Linked DNA regions of Mus musculus: all the other regions are linked to region 7. Evidence: chromatin contacts called from public HiChIP or PLAC-seq and promoter capture Hi-C data. All regions are on one chromosome and are shown on one strand. The core of a region is the stretch at or near the end of the contact, and the rest is flanking DNA. Distances in the headings are between cores, read along the strand shown. Region 1 has its middle 10 kb from the start of Mir21a. Region 2 overlaps Cltc (clathrin, heavy polypeptide (Hc)). Region 3 overlaps Rps6kb1 (ribosomal protein S6 kinase, polypeptide 1). Region 4 overlaps Cltc (clathrin, heavy polypeptide (Hc)). Region 5 holds the start of Rnft1 (ring finger protein, transmembrane 1). Region 6 overlaps Vmp1 (vacuole membrane protein 1). Region 7 holds the start of Ypel2 (yippee like 2).

The links. Promoter capture Hi-C pulls out the DNA fragments that hold promoters and counts their contacts. HiChIP or PLAC-seq counts read pairs in DNA pulled down with a chosen protein or histone mark.
Region 1: an H3K27ac HiChIP or PLAC-seq map of extraembryonic endoderm stem cells shows a contact between it and region 7. The contact joins the enhancer-like site here to the promoter of Ypel2 in region 7. A contact is called at or near these places in 14 of 39 promoter capture datasets (3T3-L1-derived adipocytes, the C10 cell line, the HPC-7 cell line and 8 more), 1 of 15 datasets of contacts at CTCF or cohesin (large pre-B cells), 46 of 484 Hi-C or Micro-C datasets (B cells, CD4 T cells, the CH12 cell line and 29 more), 23 of 115 datasets of contacts at active chromatin or transcription factors (DN3 thymocytes, the HPC-7 cell line, the NIH/3T3 cell line and 15 more) and 2 of 9 other capture datasets (embryonic stem cells and macrophages).
Region 2: an H3K27ac HiChIP or PLAC-seq map of microglia shows a contact between it and region 7, with 4 times the contacts expected there. The contact joins the enhancer-like site here to the promoter of Ypel2 in region 7. A contact is called at or near these places in 12 of 39 promoter capture datasets (3T3-L1-derived adipocytes, the C10 cell line, the HPC-7 cell line and 8 more), 3 of 15 datasets of contacts at CTCF or cohesin (CD8 T cells, large pre-B cells and pro-B cells), 15 of 484 Hi-C or Micro-C datasets (CD8 T cells, the G1E-ER4 cell line, LSK cells and 10 more), 12 of 115 datasets of contacts at active chromatin or transcription factors (CD8 T cells, bone marrow-derived macrophages, embryonic basal ganglia and 8 more) and 3 of 9 other capture datasets (adipose tissue, liver and pancreatic islet).
Region 3: a promoter capture Hi-C map of embryonic stem cells shows a contact between it and region 7, with 2.2 times the contacts expected there. The contact joins the enhancer-like site here to the promoter of Ypel2 in region 7. A contact is called at or near these places in 13 of 39 promoter capture datasets (the 3T3-L1 cell line, 3T3-L1-derived adipocytes, the C10 cell line and 9 more), 1 of 15 datasets of contacts at CTCF or cohesin (the NIH/3T3 cell line), 1 of 484 Hi-C or Micro-C datasets (embryonic stem cells) and 2 of 115 datasets of contacts at active chromatin or transcription factors (bone marrow-derived macrophages and large pre-B cells).
Region 4: an H3K4me3 HiChIP or PLAC-seq map of bone marrow-derived macrophages shows a contact between it and region 7, with 4 times the contacts expected there. The contact joins the enhancer-like site here to the promoter of Ypel2 in region 7. A contact is called at or near these places in 12 of 39 promoter capture datasets (3T3-L1-derived adipocytes, the C10 cell line, the HPC-7 cell line and 9 more), 1 of 15 datasets of contacts at CTCF or cohesin (large pre-B cells), 10 of 484 Hi-C or Micro-C datasets (the G1E-ER4 cell line, the HPC-5 cell line, LSK cells and 7 more), 11 of 115 datasets of contacts at active chromatin or transcription factors (the 230-238 cell line, the SCID.adh cell line, bone marrow-derived macrophages and 7 more) and 4 of 9 other capture datasets (adipose tissue, liver, macrophages and 1 more).
Region 5: a contact with region 7 is called in a FOXA1 HiChIP or PLAC-seq map of pancreatic cancer cells. The contact joins the promoter of Rnft1 here to the promoter of Ypel2 in region 7. A contact is called at or near these places in 9 of 39 promoter capture datasets (the 3T3-L1 cell line, cranial neural crest, frontonasal cranial neural crest and 6 more), 1 of 15 datasets of contacts at CTCF or cohesin (the NIH/3T3 cell line), 4 of 484 Hi-C or Micro-C datasets (B cells, CD4 T cells, muscle stem cells and 1 more), 5 of 115 datasets of contacts at active chromatin or transcription factors (astrocytes, bone marrow-derived macrophages, embryonic stem cells and 2 more) and 1 of 9 other capture datasets (adipose tissue).
Region 6: a promoter capture Hi-C map of the HPC-7 cell line shows a contact between it and region 7, with 9 times the contacts expected there. The contact joins the enhancer-like site here to the promoter of Ypel2 in region 7. A contact is called at or near these places in 13 of 39 promoter capture datasets (the 3T3-L1 cell line, 3T3-L1-derived adipocytes, the C10 cell line and 9 more), 1 of 15 datasets of contacts at CTCF or cohesin (large pre-B cells), 31 of 484 Hi-C or Micro-C datasets (the 3T3-L1 cell line, B cells, the C2C12 cell line and 20 more), 9 of 115 datasets of contacts at active chromatin or transcription factors (bone marrow-derived dendritic cells, bone marrow-derived macrophages, embryonic stem cells and 6 more) and 2 of 9 other capture datasets (embryonic stem cells and pancreatic islet).

The regions. Positions count from the first base shown.
Region 1 is chr11:86,572,563-86,575,524 of GRCm38.p6, reverse strand. No RefSeq gene overlaps it. Among named protein-coding and RNA genes, the nearest start is that of Mir21a, 10 kb to the left of the region's middle. Within about 2 kb of position 1,459, at least 53 of the 459 cell types and tissues checked have an H3K27ac peak or open chromatin away from gene starts, as enhancers often do. A contact at or near this core is called in DN3 thymocytes, the SCID.adh cell line, T-cell acute lymphoblastic leukemia and 9 more, where this site is marked.
Region 2 is chr11:86,733,528-86,736,484 of GRCm38.p6, reverse strand. Cltc (clathrin, heavy polypeptide (Hc)) reads left to right here. Exons shown (of 32, transcript NM_001003908.2): 3 at 2,641-2,909. Among named protein-coding and RNA genes, the nearest start is that of Cltc, 23 kb to the left of the region's middle. Within about 2 kb of position 1,629, at least 18 of the 459 cell types and tissues checked have an H3K27ac peak or open chromatin away from gene starts, as enhancers often do. A contact at or near this core is called in bone marrow-derived macrophages, kidney and microglia, where this site is marked.
Region 3 is chr11:86,499,628-86,502,500 of GRCm38.p6, reverse strand. Rps6kb1 (ribosomal protein S6 kinase, polypeptide 1) reads left to right here. Exons shown (of 15, transcript NM_001114334.2): 15 at 1-2,873. Among named protein-coding and RNA genes, the nearest start is that of Rnft1, 16 kb to the right of the region's middle. Within about 2 kb of position 1,325, at least 11 of the 459 cell types and tissues checked have an H3K27ac peak or open chromatin away from gene starts, as enhancers often do. A contact at or near this core is called in embryonic stem cells, stem cell-derived epiblast-like cells and trophoblast stem cells, where this site is marked.
Region 4 is chr11:86,714,290-86,717,126 of GRCm38.p6, reverse strand. All of the region lies in intron 14 of Cltc (clathrin, heavy polypeptide (Hc)), which reads left to right. Among named protein-coding and RNA genes, the nearest start is that of Ptrh2, 32 kb to the right of the region's middle. Within about 2 kb of position 1,301, at least 10 of the 459 cell types and tissues checked have an H3K27ac peak or open chromatin away from gene starts, as enhancers often do. A contact at or near this core is called in bone marrow-derived macrophages and trophoblast stem cells, where this site is marked.
Region 5 is chr11:86,483,055-86,485,916 of GRCm38.p6, reverse strand. Rnft1 (ring finger protein, transmembrane 1) reads right to left here and starts at 1,260. Exons shown (of 9, transcript NM_029788.5): 1 at 1,118-1,260.
Region 6 is chr11:86,651,358-86,654,287 of GRCm38.p6, reverse strand. All of the region lies in intron 5 of Vmp1 (vacuole membrane protein 1), which reads left to right. Among named protein-coding and RNA genes, the nearest start is that of Vmp1, 31 kb to the left of the region's middle. Within about 2 kb of position 1,632, at least 136 of the 459 cell types and tissues checked have an H3K27ac peak or open chromatin away from gene starts, as enhancers often do. A contact at or near this core is called in 3T3-L1-derived adipocytes, the C2C12 cell line, the G1E-ER4 cell line and 11 more, where this site is marked.
Region 7 is chr11:86,992,316-86,995,329 of GRCm38.p6, reverse strand. It overlaps Ypel2 (yippee like 2), which reads left to right and starts at 1,568. Exons shown (of 5, transcript NM_001005341.3): 1 at 1,568-1,738. It overlaps Gm51915 (a long non-coding RNA gene), which reads right to left. Exons shown (of 3, transcript XR_003949754.1): 3 at 993-2,987.

The sequences.
Region 1 (2,962 bases), core at 210-2,709, 420 kb after region 7:
CAGCTCAAAACTCTGCCTTCAAAAAAAACAAAAACAAAAAACAAAAGCTGGGCATAAAGGTGCACTTTTGTCTCCAAACAAAAGTCCTAGGGAAGGGAGGAGGGTTCAGTGGGAAAAGGCATTTACTGTACAAGCCTGAAGCTCTGGGCTCAATCCCCGGGACCTACATGGTGGAAGGAAAGAACCAACCAACTTCCACACACAAATAGCCACATAAGTAAACAAGTATAATTTTTAAAAAATTAGATTGTGTCTAGTAGCTAGTATTGACCTCTAGCCGTCACATGTACACACTTGCGTGGGGGGTGAGGGGAGGCTGAGAAGCAAACCCAGGACCCGGCACATGCTAAGTGAGTTTCACCTGGAACTTATCCTCAGTTCCTGAGTGCCCCTTAGTATATTTTTCTAGAGTTTGAGGCCTTGGGGGGTTTCTGTTTGTATGTGTGTGTAAGAGAGTAAGAGGTGTTATAATAGTAATGGGCTCATGAACCCAGGGCTCAGTGCTCTGATAGAGCTGGGAGTGTTGCTCGATGGCGAATGCTTGTTTCCTATGCATGACATTCTAGGCTCCAGAAACATCATTACATTTTGTTTGAATTTTTTTTTTAATTTTTAAAAATACATATGGGTGTTTTGCCAACATGCTGTCTGAGCCCACAGAGGCCAGAGTCTTAGACGCCCTGGGACTAGAGTTACAGATGGCAGTGCACTGCTATGTAAATGCTTAAGAATGGAAAGTGGACACCCTTTGGAAGGGCCAGTGCTCTCAACTGCTGACCTATCTCTCCAGCCCTCCAGTTTTTAGATTGTATTACTAACTCAGGTCAAAGGACAATTTACAGAGCTCATTTCTTTCCTTCTACCCTGAAGGTTGAGAGGACTGAACTCGGATGGTGAGGCTTGGCAGCAGTGACCTTACCTGCTGAAATACATCACTGGTCTGTTTGGTTTTGAGATATGATCTCGTGTCCCAGCCTGGCCTGGAATTCTCTATGTAGCCAAGATGACCCTGAACTTCTGACTCTCCTGCCTTGCCCTCCAGAGTGCTAGGAGTGCAGATATATACTACTGTGCTCACTTTATGCAGTGCTGGCTGTTGATCCTAGGGTTTCAAGCATGCTAGGCACGTGCTCCACTATTTTAGCCACATTTCCAGCCATAGAGTTTTGTTTTTTTTTTTTTGTTGTTGTTTATTTAACATAGGGCTTCATGTAGCCCAGGCTGGACCTGAACTTGCTATTTAGCTGAGGCTGGTCTTGAACTTCTCTGATCCTCCTGCCTTCGCTTCCCAAGTGCTGGATCACTGACATGCACCACCAACCAAAAGTGATTTCTAATTCTCCTTGTGAGGCTGGAGAGAACTCAGCAGTTGGGGCACTTGCTGCACAATCCCGAGGACCAGGTTTCACTGTGTCCCAGTCATCTGAGAGCTGTACATGCCTTCGGATGCTAGAGACCTAAGTCCATCTTGTTTAGTAAGTGTGGAGTGTCTTGTGGGCCAGGCACAGGCTTGGCAGCACAGAGTGTACCAAGCGATGAACCTCTTCCTGGCAGGGGCCGGCTTACAATCATTTCTGTAATACCCTCTCAGCACACTGTCTTTCCTCACAGGTGTGCGGTGGGCGTTAGTTGAGTACAGCTCACATCCTGCTCTTTCACACAGATCTCAGAAGTCCAGCTGAAGTAATGGCCTCTTTCTTCCAAAGAGGAAATTCCATATATTGTCCCATATATTGTCTTATGTCATGGTTTTTTGGTTTTTTTGTTTTTGTTTTGAGACAGGGTTTTTCTGTGGGTTGACTATCCTGGAGCTTTTCTGTAGATGTGGCTGGCTTGCCTCTGCCTCCCAGGTGCTGTGGTGAGAGTTGGGGCCCAGCCCGTGTTTCTTTCTATCTTGTCCCCATACCTTCTCACCTAGTAACAAAGGTTTGTTCACACGTAACAGTTCCCAGGACTTTGCTTTAGATCAACTGTTTCCCACATCTCTCATTTAAAATCCAATTCAAAAGCATATGTCTAATTTTAAATTTTTAAGAAGCAGACAAAGTTAATATTACCAGCCTACTATCTATACAATTATAATTATTTACTATATTAATATATCAGCCTGGCAGTGGTGGTGCACACCTTTAATTTCAGCACTTGGGAGGCAGAAGCAGGTGGATCTCTGAATTTAAGGCCAGCCTGGTCTACAGAGTGAGTTCCAGGACAGCTAGAACTACATTGTATTCATGTAGTCTTTTTGCCTTGTAGCACTGGGGATCAAGTCCTGGGCCTTACAGACACTAGCCAAGCGCTTGACCACTGAGCTATAATATCATTACCATATTGTCTTGGAGGTCTGATGTATACTCTACATTCATAGCACTAAGCGCGTGTGGGCGATGGTCATGTTTTTGGATGACATGGGTACAGAATCTTTCATTTTTTTTTGTACCCCTTCAATACTTAAAATCAAGTAGAACAAGAAGCCATAGAAACATCGGTTACAATGACTTCATTGACAGGGGAGAAACTATGACAAAGCAGCATACATGCCAAGCAGATACATCATTTGAATCTTTAAAATATTTTAAAGTAATTTCTTAGTTTCTGTTTTATTTTAAGATTTATTTATGTATGAGTGCTCTATCTGCATGTATACCTGCATACCAGAAGAGGACATCAGATCTCATTACAGATGGTTGTGAGCCACCGTGTGGTTGCTGAGAATTAAATTCAGGACCTCTGGAGGAGCAGCCTGTGCTCTAACCACTGAGCCATTGCTCCAGCTCTCCCGCCCCCTCTGTTTTGTTTTAGACAGGATCTTGACTAAAGCCCAGGTGTCCTCTTACTTCTCCATGTTCCTGTTCCCACTCTCCTGAGGCTCTTTCTTTTAAAACTATTCTTATAACCTAGTTATAGAATTTGCCATTAGGCTAAAGCCAGTAATTAAAAAACCAGGCAGCCAGGCAGTGGTGGC
Region 2 (2,957 bases), core at 380-2,879, 260 kb after region 7:
TGGGCAGCCAGGCCCAGCCAAACTAACTAGTTTCCACAGGGAGCAATGCTGCGGATCAATCTAAATAGAGTTAAACAATCTCATTTTATCTGAGAACCTATCTTCTTTTCCTTTGAACTTTAGAATGAAGGTACAATAGAAAACTAGAAGTTACTAAGACTAAGAAGTCTAGGTGCAAACTGCTAGACCTTTGAAGTAGCATTTAAAACTGCCTCCTTTTCCTTTGTGCTTTAATTAGGGATTGGATCCAATGCTGCACACATGCTAGGCAAGTGGGCAGAGGGTTGGTACTGGGCTATATCTCAGCCTTTGTTTTTCTTGATAATAAGAAAGAGAATTCAGTTTCCTGGTAATTTATAAAGTGTGGATGAATTAGAGGCACTGAGCTTTTCAACCTGTCTTTTCTTCACGTCATTCAAACTGGGGGCCTGATTTTGGTGTATAGTTTTGTTTTGGTGACACAGGGTCACTCGTTTTGTTGCCCCCGCTGTCCTGATCTTGCTATTAGAGCAGGTTAGCTTCAAATTCACAAAGATCACCTGCCTCTGCCTCCCTAGTGCTGGGATCAGAGACATACACCACCATGCTCAGCCCATTTAATCTTTAAAAATACATCTTGAATAATTCTTAATTGAATAGTTTGGGTCTAGAAGTATTGAGAGTTTTTTTTGCTTTGAGGAGATTTTTAGAATTCTTTTTAGAACATTCTGTTTGTTATTTTGTCTATCTATGTGGGGGGACATACATGTGAAGGAAACTCAGGGAAGTCCGTTCACCTCCCATCATGTGGGGCTGGCTTGTCAGCAAATGCCTTTCCTTCCCTGCTGCACAGTTCACAGACTTAGATTTGGAATCTCTGCATAGATTTTGTTCGTGAGCATCACTAACTAACCTGAAAGTCAAAGATTAGAAGCCTGAACTTTCTAGTTTCGTGGTACAGGTTTTGGAACATTTTGGAGTATCTTACTGGCAGGTTGGGAGCTAAGAATAACCTAGTCAACATAACATCAGAATTTATGTCAGGCAGAATTGATCTCATCTTCAGAAAGGATATTTCACCTTTTACCTATGACCAGATATTTTGGGATAGTATACATTTTGCTTTTACCTAAAAGTATATTACGTTTTAAAGTATTAAAATGTCTGTCGACCTCCTTAAATAATTTGAATTCGAGTGCTTTGCATACATCACACTTCTCTTTTTAAAGGCCATCAGTTGAATTTTGCCAAGTTCTTTTCTATTTTTAATGTTACTGTTATCTTATCACATTTCTTAATGCTTTCTTATGTGTGCAGATGGTGAGTTACCTTAAATTAGATTGTGTTAGTCATTGTCCTGTTCTATAAAAAGAATGATTTAAAAAATTTATAGCTTTGCAAAATAGTGTGTTATACTTTGTGTCTATCTGTCTACTTCATAGCTATTATCCCTTGTTCCTTCCCCAGACGCTTACACATAGTCTAGCCCCCTTCATGTAAAACAGAATAAAAGTCTAGTTATTTAGAGGTTGATGGATACAGTAAAGAAAAGCAAATTCTTTAAATATTCTGCTTCCCTCTGAAGCCAGTTTAAACTTCATGCCTTCTTTTTATAAACAGGACTATAACTTTCACAATTTCTCCAGTCTGGTTGTGGTTTATAAGCCGTGTGGGATGGGAGTCATACACTGTCTTATAGAAGAAGGCTTTGTTGTTTAGTACGATGGGTTGCCGTACAAAGCTCTTAGGCTTTGTCTGTTTCCCACCTCCCTTGTCACCCTCCCACTCTGACAGCTTTTGTCCTTTAGGAGCCAGATTCTCCGTGGCTCAGGAACAGAGTTACCCTCAGTTTCTGAGGATTATCCTTCAGAGCCTAGGCATGGCTCTGGGCTTTGACTGCTGTTGATTTCAGTGAAATCACCTTTCCGACTGTGACAAATTTCAAACGACAAGTATAAGCCCTTGCATCTGACTCTGGACTTTTAACATTAAATGCGAATTTCCCCTACTTTTACTAAACGCTTACTGTCTTAACTGGATGAAGCTTGGACTTTGTTCTCACTCCAGTATATTAACAGCATTGGAAACCACCCTCCCCCTGTCTTCCTCTTCTTTCTCCAGCACTTCTGTTTTCCCTTTGTATCTTAGACCAGTTAAATGTAGCATGCACTATGGTGACCAGCAAAGTTGACATACAACTTCTTTTCAAAACGCAGTTTCCACAAAATCGAGTTGGGTGAGAGATGACTGCATTTTAAAAAGTGGACATTTCCTCCTTGTGTTTCTATTAGATTGGCTTTGTCTTTTGTATATACAGCTACTTTAGTTTATGTGTGAGCTAAGTATGCAATGAAAGTTACAGCTCTGTTTTTTATCAGTAAGAAAGCTTTTCCTTAGTCTTATTTTCACTTTGGATGTAGAATCCTGTAGAAGTCACATGTTTATAGTATTGCCGTTGTGTTCATTAGAGGTAATAAAGAGTTTTGCCTAAGGGTGCAGGTGTACATTGGTTTGCTTGGTCTCAGCTGTAGTTCTAGCAATGTGACTCATATAGTTATTAGTCCCAGGATAAAACCACATTACTTGGAACGTAGGGATAGTTAGCTAGGTATTAATTTTAAACTTTGCTTCTTTTTCATTATTCTTTAATTCTTTATTCAGCTGGCAAAACTCTTCAGATATTTAACATTGAAATGAAAAGTAAAATGAAGGCCCATACCATGACTGATGATGTCACCTTCTGGAAATGGATCTCTTTGAATACGGTTGCTCTTGTTACGGATAATGCAGTTTATCACTGGAGTATGGAAGGAGAGTCTCAGCCAGTGAAAATGTTTGATCGTCATTCTAGCCTCGCAGGATGCCAGATCATCAATTACCGTACAGATGCAAAGCAGAAATGGTTGCTTCTCACTGGCATATCTGCACAGGTAATTCTCGTTAGTTTGTGATGAAGAAGTGGCCTAAAGCCCTGTTTT
Region 3 (2,873 bases), core at 76-2,575, 490 kb after region 7:
AGTATTGTGGAATCCACAGACACATCAGCTGACTGGTTCCTATCCTAGCAACATCTCGGCGTTCGCAAGGGTTCTCATGCTGATGGCTGCAAACTGACAGTATTAAGGGTAGGATGTTGCTTCGGAATCACCGTTGAAATCTGATGATGTCAAATAAGGGTTATCCTAATAGGCAAAGTTTGAGATTGCCTGTAATACTTGCAACTAAGGACAAATTAGCATGCAAGCTTTGTCAAACTTTTTCCAGCAACACAGAATCAAAGACAAAAGAAACTTTATCGATTGATGTTTTACGTGCAAACAACCTGAATCTTTTTTTTATATAAATATATATTTTTCAAATAGATTTTTGATTCAGCTCATTATGAAAAACATCCCAAACTTTAAAATGCGAAGTTATTGGTTGGTGTGAAGAAAGCCAGCTTCTGTCTTCTCTTGATGAAATAAAATGCAAATGATCATTGTTAACCACAGCTGTGGCTTGTCTGAGGGCCTGGGGTGGACCTGGGGTGTTTTTTTAATCTTTTTGTTTTAGTAACCTAGCTGCAATACTTGTCTGTAATACTAGGGGGGAAAAGTCTGTTTAATCATTTTTACTTGCAGTACTGCTGTGTGTTTGGCGTAACTGCAAGCCTTGGGACAGGCAGAAGTTGTATGATCTACATTGCATCCTTGTCCTGGGCCTGCACTACACTGGAAACAGTATCACCACCTGTTCTTATACCAGTATTTGAGTCAAGCCTTGGTCGAGGAGGGACAGAAGAGAATCAGGCTAAAGTGCATAAAGAGGGCAGTAAGCGGGGGAGATAGACCTGCAGGGGAGAGGGTGTTGCCACGGGCGTCTCTCTCGACTCTTTACAGCACATTGGTGTGGTTCTAGGTTTACTTTGTACTGTTATGCTGTTTACCTTCCTTAACAATTTTCTTTTTTGAGAATCTAAAAAAGAAAAAAATGGTGTTTTTTTCCCCTCCTGCACTGGGGCTACATTTTTCACTTATAAAAATATTTGATGGCCTTTTGATGAATGTCTTCCATAACGAATAAGAAAACCTAGTGGCTTAATTTAGGAAACATGTTAACAAGACACTGTTTTTGAAATTGTAACAAAGTCAACATAAGTGATTTACAGGTACAAAGAATAAAAATAAAGGTAACTTTACCTTTCTTAAATACTTCCTGCCTTAAGGAGCATTTCCATGACTAGCTGGTGAAAGGGTTTAATATCTGCAGAGCTTTATAAAATATACTGCAGTGCATACTGGTCTAGGTAGATGGTCACACAGTGAGTCCTGTCACGCCACTCTGTTGGTCTTTTTTGTCTTGGTAATAGTTGCAGCCCTTGGGTTTCTTTATGCAGATGCTCTTGCTGTGTTCCTCAAAGGATCCAAGCCATAAAATTCTTTATGCATGTCACAGTCAGGATTGACCCAGACCTTGCTTATTCAAATTGTAATTGAAGTGAGATGGGAAGAAATGTTAACAGTGAGCAAAAATAGAACCTTGAGAGGCTGGAGAGATGACTCAGCAGTTAAGAACTCTGGCTACTTTTCCAGAGGTCCTGAGTTCAATCCCAGCACCCACATGATAGCTTACATCTATAAACTGTAGTCTCGTTGGATCAAATGTTCTCTTACATGCACATGTGCAGACAAAACATCCACATACATAAAAATCTTAAAAAAAAAAAACAAAAAAAAAAAACCAGAGCCATGGCAGATGACTGGAAATACTGCCCTTCAATTGTGGCAGCAAACGTCCATCTGGACAGAGAATTTCTTTTTTTATCATTTAAATGGTCATTCCTGATTCTCTTGACTGTAGCAGCATTTTGAGAACTTCATAATTGTAGCAGTAAATTAGGAGCTGCAGTAATGATTAAGAATGTTCTTCATTCTTTGAGAGTTTGTGGTATCTTAAAAAATAGAACCCCTCAAAAAACCTATGGCAATGCATTATAGGAATCATTTCAGACTGCAAATGGCTTGTGCTACTCTGATATCTGTTTCTAAATGTGTTTACTAACTATAGCGTTGACTGCCTGGCCAAATTCCAATAAAACTTTTACACTAAATGATTCCTCCTTAGCCCTAGTTGCTAGTAATATGTGCACTGTGACCACCCCATAAACTGTTAATAAACTGTTCATAGAATTACTGCCAGCAATAGTGGCAAATATCGCAACGTTTTTGTGTAGAACGCATTAATTGTACACCTTCTGTCGACTTCCATCTACACAAATATATAGCTTTTCTATCACAACATTAAGTGAAATTGATGCTGTGGCAAGTTTATTGAGAAACTTTCATAAATGGATATCCCTACTATGACTGTGAAAACATGTCAGGTGTCACATGAGTGTCACAGACAGAAAGCACATGCCTATGCAATATGGCCTACTCTGTATTTATTTGTAAAAACTGAAGCATAATTTAAAGTGTATATCAATACTACTCTGAGTTTCTAAGAGAGGTGTTCATGCTTGTACCAGGTAAGTGAATAAAAAAAAAGATTAAGTGCTTTTTCTTTCATTACTTGATTATTTTCTTTAAAATCAGCTATTACAGGATATTTTTTTATTTTCTACATTCTGTTTTTTAATTAATATGTACTCACTGAACTGAAATTTACTAAATTTGTTTTATAAGGTTTGTAGTGTTACAGAATAACTAAACTGGGATTTATAAACCAGCTGTGATTAACAATGTATTAATTATTTGAACTTGAACCAGACCATTAGGAAAATTATGTTATTTGTTCCCCTTGTATGCTCTTAACTTAAAGAATTTTCCCACATACCGTTTTTGAGATAGTTTGAGATTTGAGGATAGGATGCATGTGAGAGACTCCATAAATTCAACATTCTGTACTATAG
Region 4 (2,837 bases), core at 52-2,551, 280 kb after region 7:
AGATAGTCTCACTTTGCAGTGTCTAGGCTGGCCTTGGTATGTGGTAAAACCAGCATCTTCCAGAAGGCATCATTCTTGGCTTAGGTTTCTTATATTTTACTCTTCAATTTTTTTTAACATTTATTTATGTTTTCATTTTGTGTTGATGTTTGTGATGATGTTTCTGTGCCCAGGCCATTGCATGGAGGTCAGAGGTCAACTCTTGGGAGTCAGTTCTATCTTTGCATCATGTAGTTACTGCGTCTAGAACTCAGAATGTTAGTCTCCATATAAACGTCTTTACCTACTGAGCCATCTTCCAGCCTCTGCCTTAGATGCTTGTATTTTTCAGTTTATCTTTGGCATCATTTTCAAGATCCTTTATTGTAGGTTAAGGAAACATCTAGATTTACTTCTAGCATCACATCTGTCTGAATCCAGAAATGAAGTGTTAATGTATAATTTATAAACCAAGTGGGATCAAGATAAATTGACTTTGTGACACATGAATTCAGTTGGAGAGAATAAAGGCTGCCTCTGGCTGGAGTGAAGAATAATGTCCTAAAGAATGCTAAGCTAGAGAATAGTAAGGGTTTTTAATTTGTTTAACTTTGCTTGTTAACATTATTCTCATACCAGTTATTTTATGGGGAAAAGTAAAAATTTGTAGCTATCTATCAATGAAAGATGAGAAAAATTCTTAAACTCAGAGAGTACCACTTGTCCACTGTCACACATGACATTTTTTAACTTTTGTTTTTTGGGAGAATTGTAGATTGAGCACAAAACCATTATTACATGGAATTTGCATGTCTTGCCTCTACCTATTATCACTTGGAGGTAGTTTACAGCTGTATCATCTGATATTTATTCTTTTGAATTTAACTGGGGTCTGATAGCCAAACCCACAGGGATTTTATGTAACAAAATAGTCAAAATGATGAGATTATCTTATATTTTCTTTTTTTTTTTTTTTTTTTAAAGATTTATTTATTTATTATCTGTAAGTACACTGTAGCTGTCTTCAGACACTCCAGAAGAGGGAGTCAGATCTTGTTACGGATGGTTGTGAGCCACCATGTGGTTGCTGGGATTTGAACTCTGGACCTTCGGAAGAACAGTTGGGTGCTCTTACCCACTGAGCCATCTCACCAGCCCCCAAGATTATCTTATATTTTCAAATGAAAGATAAACTTTCCCCCAGTGATTATAACTTTATAAGTCATATCTTAGCCACATAACTTTTCTGGGCAGCCTAGCCAGCATGATAATGTCAAACTTTCTAGGGTTCCCAAGAAACTTGCCAAATGCAAGGAGTGGTTGGTCGTGCTGCTGTGCACCCACTCCATTTCACAGGACAGAGCTCGCTTCCTCTGGTGAATCATTGAGGCTTATGAGGCTTTTTGTTTTTGTTTTTTTTTTTAACACTGCTAGCTTCTTAGTTGAATTTCTCTTTTGTAATTGAACTCTTTTCTTTAAATTTCTTTAGCCTTAGGAGATAATGTTTGAGTTATCTTTTATGTCAAAGCAGAAGTAAACTTAACTATTACAACTTGAGTAACATTTAAGTTAAATATGGGAATACATAAAGAATCCCAACACCCACATTTGACAGACTGAGTCAGAGGGACCTGGAGTTTGAGGCCAACCTGGTGTATATATGGCCTGTCTCAAAAAATTAATTTTAATGAATAAATAGAACAATATAATACAGTGCAATATGACCCAATACAAAAACAACAGCCTGTGTGGATCAAAGTTAGGGCTCCTTCCTTACCTGTAATCCCAGCCCTCAGAAACCCAAGGCAGGAAGATCATGAGTCCAAAGCTAGCATGAGCAACATACTGAGATAATGTCTGGAGAAAAACAAACATCAAACAAACACCAACTGCCCTGTGAGGGATGAGAATGTTATTCAGTAGCGCTGTACTAGCCTAAGATTCTCTTATGACCTACAGAAAAGTTAAAGTACTACAAAGAATTCCAAACAATGTTGTTAGCATTATTTGATTAACACGCAAGTGTGTCTCCACCCTGCTCCCTTTTCTTTATGCCATGCTTTGCCTCAGTGTCCCTGGATGACTCACTGTTGCTGGCCCTTGGCTGTTGGGGCTTTGTGTCGGCCCTAGACTGTTTATGTTTTTTGTTTTTTTGTTTTTTCTCTAAGACCTTCATGGCTTGCTTCTTGACCTTCAGGTTTCTGGTCAAATGTTAGGAGAGGTTTTTCTCAAGTTACTCAGCCTAAAATAGAAACTACTAGGGTAAGTGAAGTAGCTCAGTCAGTAAAGTGCTTGCCTTGCAAGCCTTGGTTAGAGTCCAGATCCCAGGAAAGAATAGTACATGTGTTAACTCATGCTTGTAACCCTGGCCAAGGTGGGTCCCTTGGTGTGCTCCAAGCCAGTGAAAAGACTGTCTTCAGTAAGGGGCACAGTGCTCCTGAGGAATGACAGCTGAAGTCAGTCCTCTGCCCTCCACATGCATTTGCAAACAAACAGGCTGATATCTGTACCAGTTCCATCTTGATGGCCTTGCTTCACTTCTGCTGTAATGCTTGCTGCTGTGAGGGAAACCTCGCCTCTTCCCACTTGGAGGCACTTTCCGTGATACACAGGAGTGCTTACTGTAGTTGTTAAATTTGTGTTGTAGAAAACTTGTACATGTATTTACCCAAGTCTAATTTTTGTCTTAGAACGGTTGCTAACAATAATGGTTAATAGCTTAGTAAACGGTTTAAAATGTATAGATCGCATGGGCTGGAGAGATGCTCACCAGTTAGCATCACTTGCTCTCCAGAGGACTTGAATTCATTTCCCAGCCCCTGTGTGTTGGCTTGTTCACAAAGTACCTGCAATTCCAG
Region 5 (2,862 bases), core at 11-2,510, 510 kb after region 7:
CTCTGCTGCCCTGCCCCACTCCAACCTCGAAGTCCAACTTGGCAAACCAAGAGTTTTGAACCAGGGGCTACTTAAAGTACAAAGCACTGCAGATGTCTTGATTTTTCAAATGTGCCAAAAGACATCAGCAAAGAGTCAAAGGGGTGCCCAGCAGATACCACAGTGAATAGCAGCACTAATGCTGAATAAGTTGGCTCATGTACTCTGAGGCAGAGTCCACATCAGGAAGTTTGCTAAGGGTGGGTGAGATGGCTGGGTAAGTCAAGACCTTTAATTTGAGTTAAATCCCCTAAACTCATATGGTGGAAGCAATGAACTGACTCCCACAAGTCCTCTGACACACACACTAAATAAATACAATAGATTTTTTTTTACAGATTCATTAATGTTTAGAAGGAAAAAAATCAGTGCCTTAATTAAGCATCAACAAAGATAATAAACACTTCATTTTATGCTGAAACAGCTTCCACAAAGCTAATAAGGTTTTCAGTAATTAATGGTGCCACCGAGAATATTGCTTCTCCTTCCAAAAGAATGTTAGTCAAATGCCTTTGAAAGAGGACCCTTAGGGGGAGTCATCACGTAATTGCTAAGTGATGCTTTAGTCTAAATAAGGAGTTAGCCTCCCGAATAAAAATGCCACCATCGGCTTGGTTAGGGGTGTCAGAAGAGAGGCTGTGGGCAGGGCAAGATCCCTACGTGATCCAGTGTGGATCTCGGACCAGGGTGCCAGAATCGTGCTGTCGCCCGACGAAACGCAGAGCCCACCGCCGGGCCTCTCCCGTTTCCCCCGCGATGGAGCTAGCTGCGGCGGAGGCTGGCTGGCTGAAACCGTGCAGTTACTGTGTGACGTTTCGAAGAGGCTCGGAAGCCACAGCGGCTCTATCGCCTCACTCTCTGAAGAGCGACTTGGGACAGGACAGTTTGTGTCTCTGCTATTAAAAAAGAAACACAAAACCTGCCCTCCTTCATACATAAACAAGAAAAGGGGAAAGGGAGAAAGAAAAGTCAACGCCAACTCTTCCGGAATCCGCGAGGACAGAGTTCTCCACCCACGTCCGAGCTTCGGCTCTTCTCCCCGGAAACCCTCCGCCTCACCCCCTTCCCCAGGCCTGACCTCTCATGACCAGGAGCGGGCGGCCTCGGCAGCCACAATACCAACAGCCCGACACGCGGCCGCAAGCCCTTCTCGCCAAGCCTTCAGCCTCGGACGCCACCAGCAGCGCTCGGCCTGGCCCCGCGGCGGCGCGCGCGCTCCCTAGACGTCGTCACGCGCGGCCCGCCTTCGCCGGGCCACGCCCTCGCCCAGTGGAAGAAGGAGCCTCTAGGCCCCGCCCCGCGCTCATCCCGGCCCCGCCCTTCCCAGCAGAGAAGGGAACCTTTAGGCCCTGTCCCGAGTCCCTAGCCCCGCCTTCACTGGGAGGAGGAGGAGGAGGGCGCATCTAGGCCCCGCCCTGAACATCGTAGACCCGCCCTGTCGCCCTGTGGCCCTGTTGGTGATGTTATACGAGTGGCGTAGTGGCGGACGTGTGTGCTAATTAAGTCTGCGTGGCTGTCACGTCTTGCGTGTATTAGTGATCAGTCACACGCTTCGGAGTCCTTCAGTACTTGAGGTTGAAAATGGGTAGGTCCAGGAACCTGCTCGGCAGCGGGCTGCGTACCGGGAGCCGCGATCTGGCTTCCGGCTGCGTGTTGCTAGCTACGCCAGACCCGCTGGGCTGCCTGGGCAGAGAGGTTGTGTGACCTGGATTCGGGTTCCAAGCCTGAAGTTGAACAGTGTGCCCTAGTTCGTGCCAGAACCGGGTGCCAGAACTGGATATCAGACGCGCCAGGAAGTTTGTGAGGCCCTGGAAGTAGATTTAGAAAACCCCGTGTTGGCGAGCAGGGAACTCGACTTCTAAAATAAAGGCTACTAAAGGGGAAAAAAGATACTACAAGGAAAAAAAAAAAAAACACAGTTCTGGAAAATCTAGGACATCATATGTATAACAGGATTCCTATGATTCTTGAAATTAAGTATTTCATCGGAGGCTGACGTGACTAGGCAAAAGTCTGGCGTTTTGCACACACTTGGCTTTTTGCAGAGACACTTCTGAGTTACGTGTCCAGTAATTTTGTCTTTCTACCTGACTTAAACCTTTCAAATACCTTGTCAAAATCTCCTTAGCCATGAAATTTTGTCTTCCTTTCATAGTAGTATAACTGAATCTACTGGTTTTAGCCTCAGCCCTTCATTCATCTTGAGACTATTCTTAAATTTCTCTCAAGTCAAAAAGCACTTTAAAAAATCCCAATGCTCTTTTGGATCTGCTTCTCTCTGTGACCAGCACATTAGCACTCTCTTTTTTTAAGACTTGGTCCCAAGTAGAACAGGCCTATTTGTGCCTGTGCGTGATGGTGACAGGTAGTGCCTGAACTGGTACGACAGAGGACACTTTTGGGAAATTTTCTCTCCTACCTTTATTTGGGTTCCAGGGAGCCAACTGAGACTGCAAATTTTGTGCACAGCAGAGATCCTATGTGAGTAGTTTTATTTTAAACTAAAATGAACGTATGATAAGCATTAGTGGCTCATGATTGTAATCCTAGAATTTTGAAGACTAAGACAGAAAGATGCTGTGAGTTCCAGGCCAATCTATGATACAGAGTAAAACTCTTTTTTTTTTTTTTTAAAGATTTATTTATTTATTATATGTAAGTACACTGTAGCTGTCTTCAGACACTCCAGAAGAGGGCATCAGATCTTGTTACAGATGGTTGTGAGCCACCACGTGGTTGCTGGGATTTGAACTCTGGACCTTCGGAAGAGCAGTCGGGTGCTCTTACCCACTGAGCCATCTCACCAGCCCCAGAGTAAAACTC
Region 6 (2,930 bases), core at 383-2,882, 340 kb after region 7:
TCAACTCAAGTCCTCAGACTGTGCCAACACAGTCTGAGGCGATCTCTGGCTTCTCAGCTCCTTGTTTAAAACAAGTGATCATTTTCAATATGTGTGTTATGCCTTTGTTTTCTTCTCAGTGCTAAAGATTAAACTAACAGCCTCGAACATGCTTGCCAAATTTTCTACTACTGACTACATCCACAGTCCACCCTTAGCTATTCTCACCAGCCTTGGCTGCTTAGTGAATCTCAAAAATAAAATAAAAAAGAGAAAATGCCTGCTGGGTGATGGTAGCACATGCCTTTAATCCCAGCACTCTAGAGGCAGAAGTAGGTGAATCTCTGAGTTTGAAGCCGGCCTGGTCTAGAGAGTGAGTTCCAGAACAGCCAGGGCTACTCAGAGAAACCCATTCTCAGAGTATGGGGGAGGAGTGAGCAAAATTAAGGTTTAAAGTCTTACATCTAAATAAGAAAGCTGAGTGTGGTGACCCACACCTATAATCTCAGCACGTTAAAGGTAAAATACGGAGTTGAAGGCTACCCTCACCTACATAAGTTCTAAAGTTGATTAACCTGGGTTTCATGAGCCCCGATCACAACAGCAGCAAAAGCTATAATTGCATTGGCAGGCTTCCATTGTGTGGTGTATAGACAGTTTTTGACACTAGGGGGAGCATTTTCCTGCAGAGAGATTTTTCAAAGCTCAGTTTCTACACTGGGCCTTTGGGATACCTACCCTTACAGACAAATGTTATTTTTAGCCTAATTCACTAGGATTTCTTTTTTCACACTTGGGATCAAAGTAGAAAAATGCCTGGAGCATTAGCATTCTCCCTTCTAAAAGCAATGTGAAGGTAGGATTTGGAACTATTGGATTATAGTATAAAATTGACCAAGCTTTATTAGAAATTGTAACCAAATTGTGTTGTCCTTTGAAAATTCCTCCTTAAGAGACATTTTCTTAATATGATCGTTTCAACAAAATACCTTACCTTTGTTATAAGTTAAACACAACAAATATGTATAATATTTGCTGCCCAGATGCCTGTTTTACTCTTAAGTTTGGATTATTTTATTTTAAAGTGGAGCAGAAATTGTACCTTTTTAAAATCTGGCATGTTGATTGTCTTCTCGTGTTTAAACATTGCTGTGGGTAGTGCCTGATAGTTGTCTGTGCTGCTCTAAGCTGTGTTTCCTTAGGTACAGATATTTCTGGGCCCTTTTGGCTCTTGATTCCTTATTGCTGGAAGTAAATATTTGGGAACTATCACTGAGATGTGGTAAAGTGAAGCGGAGAAATAGTTTCCGTAACTGTGCTGTTAATGCCATGATGGTGGTGATTGTCTCAGAGCTAACCTGCCAGCTTCCTCTTCGCTACTTTTTCTAACTCTGATGATTGCGTCAGTGCTCATCTGTGAATCTTTGAGTACAAAGAAGGAAGAAATTACCCCAAATTGGGTTGTGGTGTCACTGATACTGACTTCTGTAGGCACGGTGACTGTGGCATGATCACTTTGAGTCAGAGCTCATCCTGGAAGATTAGCAGCCTCTTTTTAGGAAAAAAAAAAATGCCTGTTGGCCTTTGGTTGATGAGGGAGGGAATGGTAGCTCCTCTCCCTCTCTCTCCCCAAGGAGTGACTCATCTATTAACTCATGAGCGTCACCACATCAAAAGCAGAAACCAAGGTCTCCAGGACATAGGGGTTTATACAGACTGGATAGCTTCCTGCCCTTAAGTCACTATTTATAATTGTGTGCTTAAAAGAAAGCTTCAAAGACTATGTTAAACAACTTGCATAGCTCTCTACCTAAATATGTAGTCCATTTGTTCGGAATACTTAGGTCAACTCATGATCAAAATTTGCTTAGAAGATGGAGGTCAGTGGCAGAGCACTTCCCTAGCATGCTCAACGGCCCGGCTTCAAGCCCAACCTCAGAAAAGAAAGAGGAAGGTCAGTTAGGGTTTGTTAGTGTTTTCTTTGTTTTGTGGGGGTCTCACTCTTTGGCATTGGCTGGCCTGGAGCTCACTATAGCAGCTTGACCAGGTTGATCTCAAACTCACAGTGAGTGATTCCCCGCCTTGGCCAGCTGAATGTTGAGAGTAAAGGGTGTGCTACCAGGCCTGCCCTCTCAGGCTTACTGATAAACATTTGAGGTGATGGGTCACCTAAAAATTGTTAGCTTATTGATGTATATAGTTTACATTGTATAGTGTATAATGTATACTAAAACATCATACTGTACTGAAAGTGATACACAGTTATTTGTAAATCTTTAAAACCAATTTTACTGATTTTAAAGGAGAAACAAAGTATTTCTTCTTCTTTTTTTTTTTTTTAGATTTATTAATTTATTATATGTGAGTACACTGTAGCTGCCTTCAGACACACCAGAAGAGGGCATCTGATTTCATTATAGATGGTTGTGAGCCACCATGTGGTTGCTGGGATTTGAACTCAGAACCTCTGGAAGAGCAGTCAGTGCTCTTAACTACTGAGCCATCTCTCCAGCCCCAAGTATTTCTTTATATTAAGAATACTAATCTGGTAGAATTCACTTGCTTCCAGAAGGTTCATGGGCTAATTAATGTTAGAGTTTACTTTTGTTTTGGCCAGCAGATGTGTACTTTTAACATATAATAATATATTCTTGCCCTAGGTGCCACAGCCATTGTTTTATTTTTAAACACTTTGTTACATTAGGAAGATAAGGCAGAATTCTAATTATACTTTGTTTAAGTCTAACAGATTTAAAGACCTGCCACTCACATTAACTAATGCCCAGGCCTTTGGGTTTAGACAAACCATGCTGCTTTCTATAGAGAAGAGCAGGGAAGTGCTAGCTTGTGACTTGACAAAGAGAATCTAAAGAACAGGTCTGGGGGGCTGGAGAAGATGGCTCAGTGGTTAAAAGGAGTGGCTGCTCTTCCAAAGGACCAGTGCCCACATT
Region 7 (3,014 bases), core at 319-2,818:
GCTTTTGATAATCTAAAGAATTTAGTATATCTTCTTAAAGATCCAATCTCAAGTCTTTTCAAGGTTGTGGTTAGTTAGCTGAAGGCTTTTGGACTCCAGGATTTATAATTCCCAAAGCAGTCAATTGTAAATATTGACAGTGCCCCTACACTGAAACCGGTATCTGCCGGCAAAAATGAGTGGTTTTGTTCTTACTAACGTTGGGACTTTTTTTCATCCCTAACCATGCGATGTACATTCACTGAAGACAATTTAGTTGATTGCATATGTATTAAAAACAGCTGGGTGGAGTGACAGGTGACGTTTTTGAGTCACCCGGGGATCTACCCAAATACCAGCCTGGGTTTGTGTGTAAACTGCTGCCAGATAGGAGACCAAAGGTTCCTGGGCCTCCTTCAGCACCCCAACCCCGCATGAACTTTTTTTTTTTCTCTTTTTCAGTAACCTGGCTAGCTTGGACCGATCTAACCAAGAATGACCTTAAACTTCTAACACTTCCCAAGCCTTGGGTTATAATTGGGCTATAAAGCAGAGAACCACCTTGTCCAATTACCTTGTGTTTTTTTCTCTTCTAAAATAGCAATGAAAACATGTATTTTGCCCCAACACCATTCAGAATCCCAGTGTCTTAGAAAAAAGGGTGGGTCTGCCGTGTCTCCCCCGCCCCCCCCCCCGCAGAAATTCTTTTATCAAATTGACCTGTTTTCCGGTAGGAAGACTCTGCCCCACTCCACCCACCTGGTGCCTCCCTGGACTTCCCGACTGTCATGAGTTTATTTTTTAACCCTCTCTTCCTTGAAAAGCACCACCCCACTGACCCAGAATGCCAGTTCCTCCCTTTTGGTCACCTTGACTACTCTTATTGTATTTTCTGTTGCTAATAGACCTCACTAACCATTAGCAATAGGGATCCCAGTTTCTCTATAGTCTTTCTCTATGCTCTTCCACTCTCAGTACTGGGGATCCAACCCAGGGACTCGAACACACCAGACAACCCTTTCCTAGTTTTAATTAGGAAATTTCGAGCAGGGCAGAGGAAATAGAGAATCTCCGCTTCTGAGCAGGGCATGGGTGGGCATGACGAGACTGGTACTATCTTACTAAATACACCTGCCTTGAACTCTGCGGGTCACTTTTAGTAACTTAGGCTCTGGGTCAGGAGTGGCTTAAAAAGTGGAGCGAGGAATTACTATCTAGGTTCTCAAAACAAAAGCACTGTAAATCCCACTTCCCAACATAACCCCGGGTCCTGGGAATCCCAGTAAAGCCAGACAAACAGGCTCCTATCTCAGAGAGCTCCCCCACTCTAATCACCTCTTCTCCCAGCCCTGCCCGCCAGCTGCCAGGACTGGCGGGACCCAGACCTTGCCACACTCCTCGCACGCGCGCCCCGCCAGGGCCGAGGGGCGGGTGGGGGTTGGGGGCGGGAGGCAGGGAAAGCAGGGGCGGAGTTCCGTCCTCCAGTGATTGGCTCCTGGCGGATGGGCTGCGGCCGTGCAGGGCCAACCAGTGGCGTGTTGCTATGTGCTGAGCCGATGGGATAGGCGCGGGGGCGCGTCTGTCACCCGGCAAGCCCCCAGCCCGGATTCGGAGGGATGCGGAGCGGCAGTGGCGGCGGCGGTGGCGGAGACTGTGGCTTTAAGAGCGCGCAGGGAGCGCTAGAGTCAGCCGTGCAGTCCTTCATCGCCAAGCACTCCGGAGAGCCCGGCGCTGGCCGGACCGGGCAGCCTACCGCCAGGTATGAGGGATCTCGAGCTGGGCTCGCGTGGGCGTGGGGCGCATTCCGCTCCAGTTCGGGCTGTGCGCCCTGGGGACGGTCGGGCTCCTGGGCTGCGTGCAGCCGGGCTCGGCTGGGGCGGTGCTGTCGCGGTCCCGAGGGGGCTCCCCGAAGGTTCCCGGGGTGCTAGGGGCGGGGAACGGGTTGCTGCAGCCACGTGACCGGTTTGTTTACAAACACTGGCGCGCGCTCCGGGTTCGGGACTCGGCGGGTGGCGACGAGCCGCCTGGCAAATATGGGGACCCAGAGACCTGAGCGCCAACGCCTCCCTTGTTCGGCGTGACCCACCCCCCACGGATGGCACCCGGCGGCACCCGGCTGTATGGTCGATGTCTCCATTGAGATAGTTGGGTCTGGGGCACGTCGCCCTCTAAAGTCCCCGGAGCGCTTCGGCAGCCCCAAGCCAAGGGAACCACAGCGAGTTCCTGCCTGGACGCTTCCCGGCGCCTCCCCTGCGGCCTTGCCAAGGGGTGGGCACGAACTCTGTTGCCAGACTCGCTGCGGGGGCCTCTGCGGAGAGTCCCTCCCGCAGCTGGCTCCTGCCTCTCTTCCTGCTTCAAGTTTACCTGCCTGGTTGCTGACTCCCTTCGGGTGATTTTTTTTTTTTTCCGAAACAGTGGAACCTTACACCCGTCTCCTGGCTGGCACTTAGGGGGAAGCACTGTTGCTTTGGACCCCTCGTGCAAAGAACTGCCTGCCACCTCTGACTTCACTTTTACCCACAGTTTTTAAAAAGCTGAGCGAGCATCCTCCGGTTTGCCTAGCCTTCCACGGCCCGGCTGCTGGAAATGGCAAATGCGCCGGAGCCCTGCTTTTTGGCTTCCTTGTTGATTTGTTGTTGCCACGTTGGAGGGTCTTTGAGCCACTGAGTTGGAGTCCTATTAGTCTTTTGTTCCTCATGCTTGTCTTCGTTCTCGCAAGATGGGCTCCCTGTCCAGAGCACTGAACAACAAGCCTAGGGATTACTTTTCTGAACCCCATTTACAGAACATTAGAGGCACAAAGGAATTACAGTAAACCTCATGCTTGAGGCTCTGCAGTAGTCTGCCTGGTTTGGGGGTTTACAGGATCTGGTCAGTAAGATTGGGTTGCTTTTCCTTTTGGCACACACTGCTGTAGGTTTTACCTGAGTTCAGTCCATCAGCTTTCTTAGCATTTGATATTCTTATCTTTGAGGAAGTTTCACTCTCTTTACATCATTTTGTAAATTCTGTAATTTGTCAAAAATAATGGCTTT